2 separate regions of the Sus scrofa genome follow, and region 1 is linked to region 2. The links are chromatin contacts, called in public targeted proximity ligation maps. All regions are on one chromosome and are shown on one strand. The core of a region is the stretch at or near the end of the contact, and the rest is flanking DNA. Distances in the headings are between cores, read along the strand shown.

Region 1 (3,494 bases), core at 562-3,061, 730 kb after region 2:
TTATTTGTTTATTTTTTGGTATTTTTAGGGCCGTACCCACAGCATATGAAGGTTCCCAGGCTAAGGGTCCAATTGGAGCTGTAGCCACTGGCCTACAACACAGCCACAGCAACACCAGATCTGAGCCGCATCTGCAACCTACACCACAGCTCACGGCAACACCGGATCCTTAACCAACCGAGCAAGGCCAGGGATCGAACCTGTATCCTCATGGATGCTAGCCAGATTTGTTTCTGCTGAGCCTTGACGGGAACTCTGCATCTCAGTTTTGACAAAATGCACTCTAGGCATTTAAGGCATTAATGGGAAAACAGGGTGAGGAGTAAATGGGGACTTTCTGTCCCCACCCCCATCTAAATCTAAAATTATCCCCTAACTTAAAAATGGATTAAAAACAAATTTTCTCGGGCCTCTGTTGGGCAGCCATTTAAGAATCACTGGGCCTCTAAGAGCGCAGCAGTTTCTCTACATGACAGATGGTACTAAGTTCATTTTAGTAAAGGGGCCATGGTTTCTAATCTTCACCTCAAGGGCCTTTCTCGTTTCCATAAACAGACACCAAACAACCAACCAACAGTATACTCCCCGGGGATCCTTAAAGGCAACCAGTCCCGTTTAGGAGCGACACCCACTTCACGCATGTTTTCCCCTGGGTATCACAGCCGGTGTCACTGGTTTGCCTTCTAGACAATTTGCATTTTCCACAGTATCTCTACCTTAGCTAACCTTACTGATGAAAATACAGAGCTACCAGAAAATCAGGATATCTAATAAGAAGTTGGGCTAGGAGTCAAACACCTCTATTTATTTTAAATTTGTTTTTAAGTGGCCTCAATACTTATCACTGAAATTGTTTTCTATAAAAAGAACATCTGTGTTTGGTGGTTGTCATAACCCCAATTCTTCTGTACTCAGATGTTGGGACAGGTCTGTTGGAAAAAGCAGTTGATGGGCTATGGTCCTTGCTTTTTAACTGTCCAGTAGGGACACCTTTTAAAATTATCGTTTGCTTTTATTTCTTGAGTGCCTATTCGGTACTAGGCACTGGGCAGAGCACTTGCTCTCTCTCATTTAAAGATGAGGAAAGTACAGTGGCCTAAGACTGCTCATCTAGTAAGTACAAGAGTGAGAGAAACCCTTCCATGGGCTCCAGAGCGTGAGCCACTGCTCCACTTACCAGCTATGTGACCTTGAGCATAAACAAGGATGGAGGTGGGGTGACGATGAGGATGGGGACAGGGATGAAGACGGAGATGGGAATGAAGATGGGGATGGGAAGGGGAGGAAGATGGGGATGAGGATGAAGATGGCGACAGAAACGGGATGAAGATGGGGGTGAAGATGGAGTTGGGGATGAAGATGGGGATGAGAATGGGGTTAGGGATGAAGATGAGAATGGGGATAGGGATAAGAATGGGGGTGGGGATGGGGATGGCTACATGGCCTCCACCCTGGAGAAGCTGGAAGACTTAGAAGGATTTATCTCCTAAGAGCTCTGCACTGTGGCCATTCAACAGTAAACACAGCAAAAGCCCTTACTGTCTCCCCCAGGGAAGGGTCTTTTAAGTTGACCAAGAATCTAACTACCCAAGACATTTTCTCCTTCCTTTGGGGAGATAATGAGACATTACTAGGAAAAGTATCCATCACATTTTCAGTTTTTCTGGAGACATTCATTTCCATAACCCTCCCATTTTTAGCTGGCATTTTTACAGTGTTTCAAGGACATTTTATAGAGAGAGACAGAGACGGATATCTGTGCAAGACCAAGCTGGCGTTAAATTGTGACATCACCAGGAATGACTCATGGTACACAGTTAGAAAAATAGTCACGGGAGGAAGAAGAATCAAAAAACAACAAAAAACCAGATGCCCTTACTCAAATACAGAGCTGTCATTCTGATCCCCCCAGATCAGGATCTCGGTGATGGATCGAATGGTCTCCACCAGCAGGTTCCGGTTCTGCTCTGTGACAGTGGTGTTTTTGGTCAAAACATGGTACAGATACCTGAGAGAAAGGAAAGAAAAGAGAGTTCAAGGTTACCAACTGAAATGGAAGCCAGGCTCAGTGACCACTTGTGACATGTGGGGGACAATTAGGCTGTGCTTTTTTCAGATTTGGTTGTGAGCACAATTCCCACTCAGGAGACATGACTCATCACCCAAGGGAAAACAGCAGCCGATGCCTTGAAGGGTTAAATAGCCAGGGACACGTGACTCAAACTGAAGCAAGATCTTCAGCTTTTCAAGACAGCCATCCTCAGACTGAGAGCTGGACAAATGGGCTGCAGACCCCCGGAGACTCAGACCCGGCAGAACTAAGGGTAGACCAGGCACCGCCGGCCTTCTCCACACTCTCGCAGGCGATTCCCGCGTCGGGGAGCAGGTGGAGGTGCAGGGCTCAGCCCAGGAGCCTGACGCACAACCGGGCAGATACAGGGATGACAGGTGGAGTCAGAGACCCGGGATGGGGGTCCCGGAGCTGAGGGCAAAATCATGTGCACTCGTGCTCACCTTTGAATGGCCCATAACCCCCCGTGATGTGCAGAATGCCCATCAGGACTGAGGGCTCAAATGACACAGGTGGCGCCAAACTTATTTGCTGAGCACAGACTAATGCAAAATGGGTTTGGGAGGCAAGGGCTACGTCCCTCACCCACCCAAACATGCCTGGAAGGCCTCGCTGCTTCAGATCTGTGCCAGCTGCTGGAGCAGAGACAAAGGCCTGGCCCAGCCCTCAAGGCCCTCTGCCACTGGTGAGGCCACCGCAGGAATCACAGAGGCCAGTCCTGAGTGGTGTGGGACTAGCTAACTAGCCAGTGCCCACAGGGTGCCAACTGGCGCAGCTTTTAAGAGACAATGTCTCCAGACTAAGGCGACTTCAGCTGTCATGGCATGGGAAGGAAAAGGGGACAGCAAGAGGGACTGACTCAGCAACAGTCACCTCCTGACTTCTGGTCACTTCAGTTGGGGGGTGAGGGCTGGTGACGGCAAGGTAGGGAAAGGTTAGATAGGTCGCAAATCTCTAAAAATGGGTAGGACGTGTAGAGGTGGAACCTTGCAAATGGAACAACAGGGAACGATCTGCTGCTTTCGGGGGCTGGGTTTTATTTATTAGTATTTTCGATCTTCGTTATACTTTAAAGATATGGTATAATTCGTCACTGAATCATTTAATTAATCTAATTAAAAACTGCATCAACTCTGTTTTTGTTTTTTGGGTTTTTGGGGGGTTTTGTTTTTGTTTTTTTGCTTGTTAGGGCTGCACCCGTAGCATATGGAAGTTCCCAGGCTAGGGGTGGAATCAGAGCTGCAGCCGGCCTACACCACAGGCACAGCAATGCCAGATCCGAGCCGAGTCTGTGACCTACATCACAGCTCATGGCAACGCCGGATCCTTAACCCACTGAGTGAGGCCAGGGATCAAACCCACAACCTCAAGGTTACTAGTTGGATTGTTTATGCTGCATCACAACAGGAACCCCACAACTGCA
Region 2 (4,018 bases), core at 964-3,463:
GCAGCCGTCACTGGCTTTGAGGATGGAGGGGGCCACAAGCCAAGGCAGGGAAGGCAAGGAAAGATTCTCCCCAAGAGCCTCCAGAAGGAACATTCCCTGCTGACACCTGGATTTTAGCTCACTGAGGCCCATTTTGAACTTTGGCATCTAGAACAGTAAGATAAATTTATTTTTTAAGCCACTAACTTTGTGGTAATTTGTTAGAGCAGAAATAGCAACCTGATAAAGTCAGGTTCCAGTAAATGGAGTATGAGCTAGGGACCCAGGACCCCGTTACTCTAGCTGCCTCTGCTCTCCTGGGATGTGGGGCAGGTGGCCTGGGGCCGTGTTTGCCCACGATAACTGCTTAAAATGCAGTGCCTTGCCCTAGTTAATACCTGCCTTCCTGGAGTTCCCCTCGTGGTGCAGGGGAAACGAATCCAATGAGGAACCATGAGCTTGTGGGTTTGATCTCTGGCCTTGCTCAGTGGGTTAAGGATCTGGCATTGCCGTGAGCTGTGGTGTAGGTCTCAGATGTGGCTAGGATCTGGTGTTGCCGTGGTTCTGGCATAGGCTGGCAGCAACAGCTCCAATTCGACCACTAGCCTGGGAACCTCCATATACCGCGGGTACAGCCCTAAAAAAGACAAAAAGACAAACAAACAAACAAACCTGCCTTCCTGCTTTTTCAAGGCCCAGCTGAAGGCCTGTGGGATTTATAACTGTGGTCCAGCCAGCAAGAGGGAGACATGGGATGGAGATTTCCACTGTCAGGCTCCCTTCTTGGAACTCCTGTTACACTAGTTGCCTGTGTACTTAGCAGCTACCATTGTTTTCTAAGCTTCCCTTAGAGTTTGTGGTGTCTTCCTAACAAGAAGTCGGCAGGGACCGACTCTCCTAATCAGTCCCGTTAGTGGCAGGTGTCCTGTGTGGTCAAAGCTCACCCAGTCACCTCTTCTCACTGGCCTTCAGGTTTCCCCTCTGCAAAGTGAGGGAGCTTTGCTCTGGTTGCCTCCAAAGGAAGCTTCAGCTTGAAAATGTGTTGGCCCTTGGCCTGTTTTTTAGGCCTGGGAGCTAAGAATTGTTTTTGTATTTGTGAAGGGTTGTTTAAAAAAAAAAGAGAGAAAGAACATGTGACACGTATGCTAGGCCCTGAGAACAGCATAAAAGGGGATGGAGGAAGGCCTTCTAAGCAGATAGGTTTCTTTTGTAAAGTCTTTCCTTCCCTGAGGCTGTTAAAAAAAAGAAGAAAAGAAATTTAAATTGAAATACACGCAAGAGAAGTATTGAGTTGATCGTTTTCATATTAGGCTTTGGTTTAAATGAGACCACTGGTGTGAGGGTGTTTAGTTTACTGTCATGTTAGTATATAGGACAGTGCATATTTAGCTCTGTAGTTTATATTCCCCTAGAATAATGTATTTGGAACTACATTTTTTTTTCCCTTCCTCCCTAACTCACGAAAAAGAAAAAAAAAAAAAAAATCATGGCTAAGGATAGTTCCATGTTTATTTAGAGTTTCACAGTGTTTTGGCAAGTACCAGCATTTGCATATTGTATCTTTGGTGCCCAAATGCCAGATGTTTTCCTAGATAATTGCTTTGTGCTTTATATTAGGAATTTTGAAAATACACAAATCTCAGAGTCACATTCCGGGAAAAAATGTAAGCAACAGCTACAGTTCATACTTTGAAAATAAACATTTCTGTAATCTATTGCATTTCTTGGAAGAGTTTTTCCTTTTGATGAATGCATTCAGCACTGGAAATGTGTGACGTCATCATCCAGTGAATGACTGTGAATCACTGTCAGTGCCGAGGAGCTCTGGAGGGGCTATTGTTATCCCTGTGTATATAATCCTACCTTTTTCTTTTTTCTTCCTTGTCTAAAACCTTGGGAAGAAGACTGGGAAAGCAGAAGTTAATAAAAATGACAGAGTATAGAGCAAAATGAGACTTGTTTCTAGGATGGAAGGTACCAAGGTACAGGTTTGCCTTTGGGGTTTGTTTTGTTTTGTTTTGTTTTTTGCTTTTTAGGGCTGCACCAGTGGCCTATGGAAGTTCCCAGGTTAGGAGTCAAATCGGAGCTGTAGCTGCTGGCCTATACCACAGCCACAGCAACTCAGGATCCTTAACCCACTGGGCGTGAGGCCAGGGATCGAACCTGTGTCCTCATGGATGCTAGTCAGATGCGTTTCCGCTGAGTCATGAAGGGAACTCCCAGGTTTGCCTTTTGGAATGTCACTACTGCCCAGACAGAGTAAGGAAGTGAGAGAAACTTTCCCAGGGGGTAAATACCTTGTTAGCTATGCTGATTAAAAAGCCATGTGATTTAGTCCAGTGGTATTTAGTTTTGAAGTGTATCATGATATATTTGTTAGCAGTTATCTCTGTCAGTATTTTTCTTTTTCTTTTCTTTTTTTTTTTTTTTTGTCTTTTTCTAAGGCCGCATATGGAGATTCCCAGGCTAGGGGTCTGATTGGAGCTGTAGCCACTGGCCTACATCACACCCACAGCAACATGGGATCTGAACCACGTCTGCGAACTACCCCCCGGCTCATGGCAATACCGGATCCTCAACCCACTGAGCCAGGCCAGGGATCGAACCCACAACCTCATGGTTCCTAGTCGGATTCGTTAACCACTGAGCCACGACGGGAACTCCAGATTTATCAGTGTTTTTCCTGACCTGATGCTCCGTTGTGTTCTGTGGTCCCTGAGAGATGAGCTCACACAGAAGCCGCCCAGAGAGCAGATGGCCAGTCCCGATGTAGAAGTGTCCACGTTGTTCGGCTCTGGCATTTCTGCTTGTTCTTTGGGTCGCCTCAGGTACCTTATTGTGGAACACCCCGTGCTCTTTAGGCCTCCGAGAGAATTGATTGCAGAAGCTCAGCAGTTTAGCCCTAGAGTCACGAGGAGAGGGTGGGACACAGTCCTAAAAGTAATCACGCGCTGCTATTGGGGGACTTTCACGAAAAAAACTGAAGAAATGTCATCTTCTGTATCCTTCCCAGATAACTTGTCCAGTATTAAGACTCACTATTTTAGCCTAATCTTCCTGAGTTACATAAATCTTGTTTTTTCCTCAGTGCCACAGTGCAGTAGAACTATCACAGGAACCATGTAGGTATTTTAAAATTTTCTGGTGGCTGCATTAAAATTTAAGAAGTAGTAGGAGAATTTGAGATTTTTTTTTTCCTTTTTTTTTAGGGTCACACCCACGGCCTATGGAGGTTCCCAGGCTAGGGGTCCAATTGGAGCTGTAGCCCCTGGCCTACACCACAGCCACAGCAACACCAGATCTGAGCCATGTCTGCGACTTAAACGCAGTCCACGGCAATGTCAGATCCATAACCCACTGAGCTGAGCCAGGGATCGACCTGTGGCCTCCTGGATACTAGTTGGGTTCATTACTGCTGAGCCTCAATGGGAACGCCTAATTTGAGATATTTTACATTTTTTATTGAACCAAATCTTTTATACCTCACAGCATATCTCAATTCAGATGCTGAACTTTCACTGGAAATACTTGATTTGTATTTAGAGTTCATAAAATTTTCAGTTGAAAAAAGTGATTTACCTACCAAATATTGTTTTATGTTGTTTTAATGGTACTATAATTGACTTACAGTATTATATTACTTTCAGGTTACAAACCCAAGTTGTTTTAAACATGCTTAAATGTTTTCCAGTAACTGAGTTATCACTTTTACATTAATTAAAATCAAAGTTAAAAATTTAGTCCCTCAATTGTTCATATTTCAAGTGTTCACATATGGTCAGTGGCTACCACATCAGATGGTGCAGCTCGGGACCTGGGCCTCATTATCCAAAAAAAAGCAATTATTTTCTAAGATACCGAGTTTCCTGCAGGCATATCCTTGAGTTAATGCTTCAGAGTGTGCTCCTGGTAGCTCTTAGTTGGGGAGTGTGAATTGTGTGGCTTTGCTTCTGGCAAGACCCTTCATTATTAATTTTAAAACACAATTTAAAAAAATCTATTAATGGAAAATCTGAAAAAAATATGTATATAACTGAAT

What was found.
Region 1: a contact with region 2 is called in a targeted proximity ligation map of alveolar macrophages. A contact is called at or near these places in 1 of 47 Hi-C or Micro-C datasets (subcutaneous adipose tissue) and 1 of 2 datasets of targeted methods (alveolar macrophages).

Annotation. Positions count from the first base shown.
Region 1 is chr3:32,143,325-32,146,818 of Sscrofa11.1, forward strand. It overlaps CLEC16A (protein CLEC16A), which reads right to left. Exons shown (of 25, transcript XM_021086617.1): 2 at 1,880-2,008. Among named protein-coding and RNA genes, the nearest start is that of CLEC16A, 13 kb to the right of the region's middle.
Region 2 is chr3:31,416,323-31,420,340 of Sscrofa11.1, forward strand. All of the region lies in intron 5 of TXNDC11 (thioredoxin domain-containing protein 11), which reads left to right. Among named protein-coding and RNA genes, the nearest start is that of SNN, 37 kb to the right of the region's middle.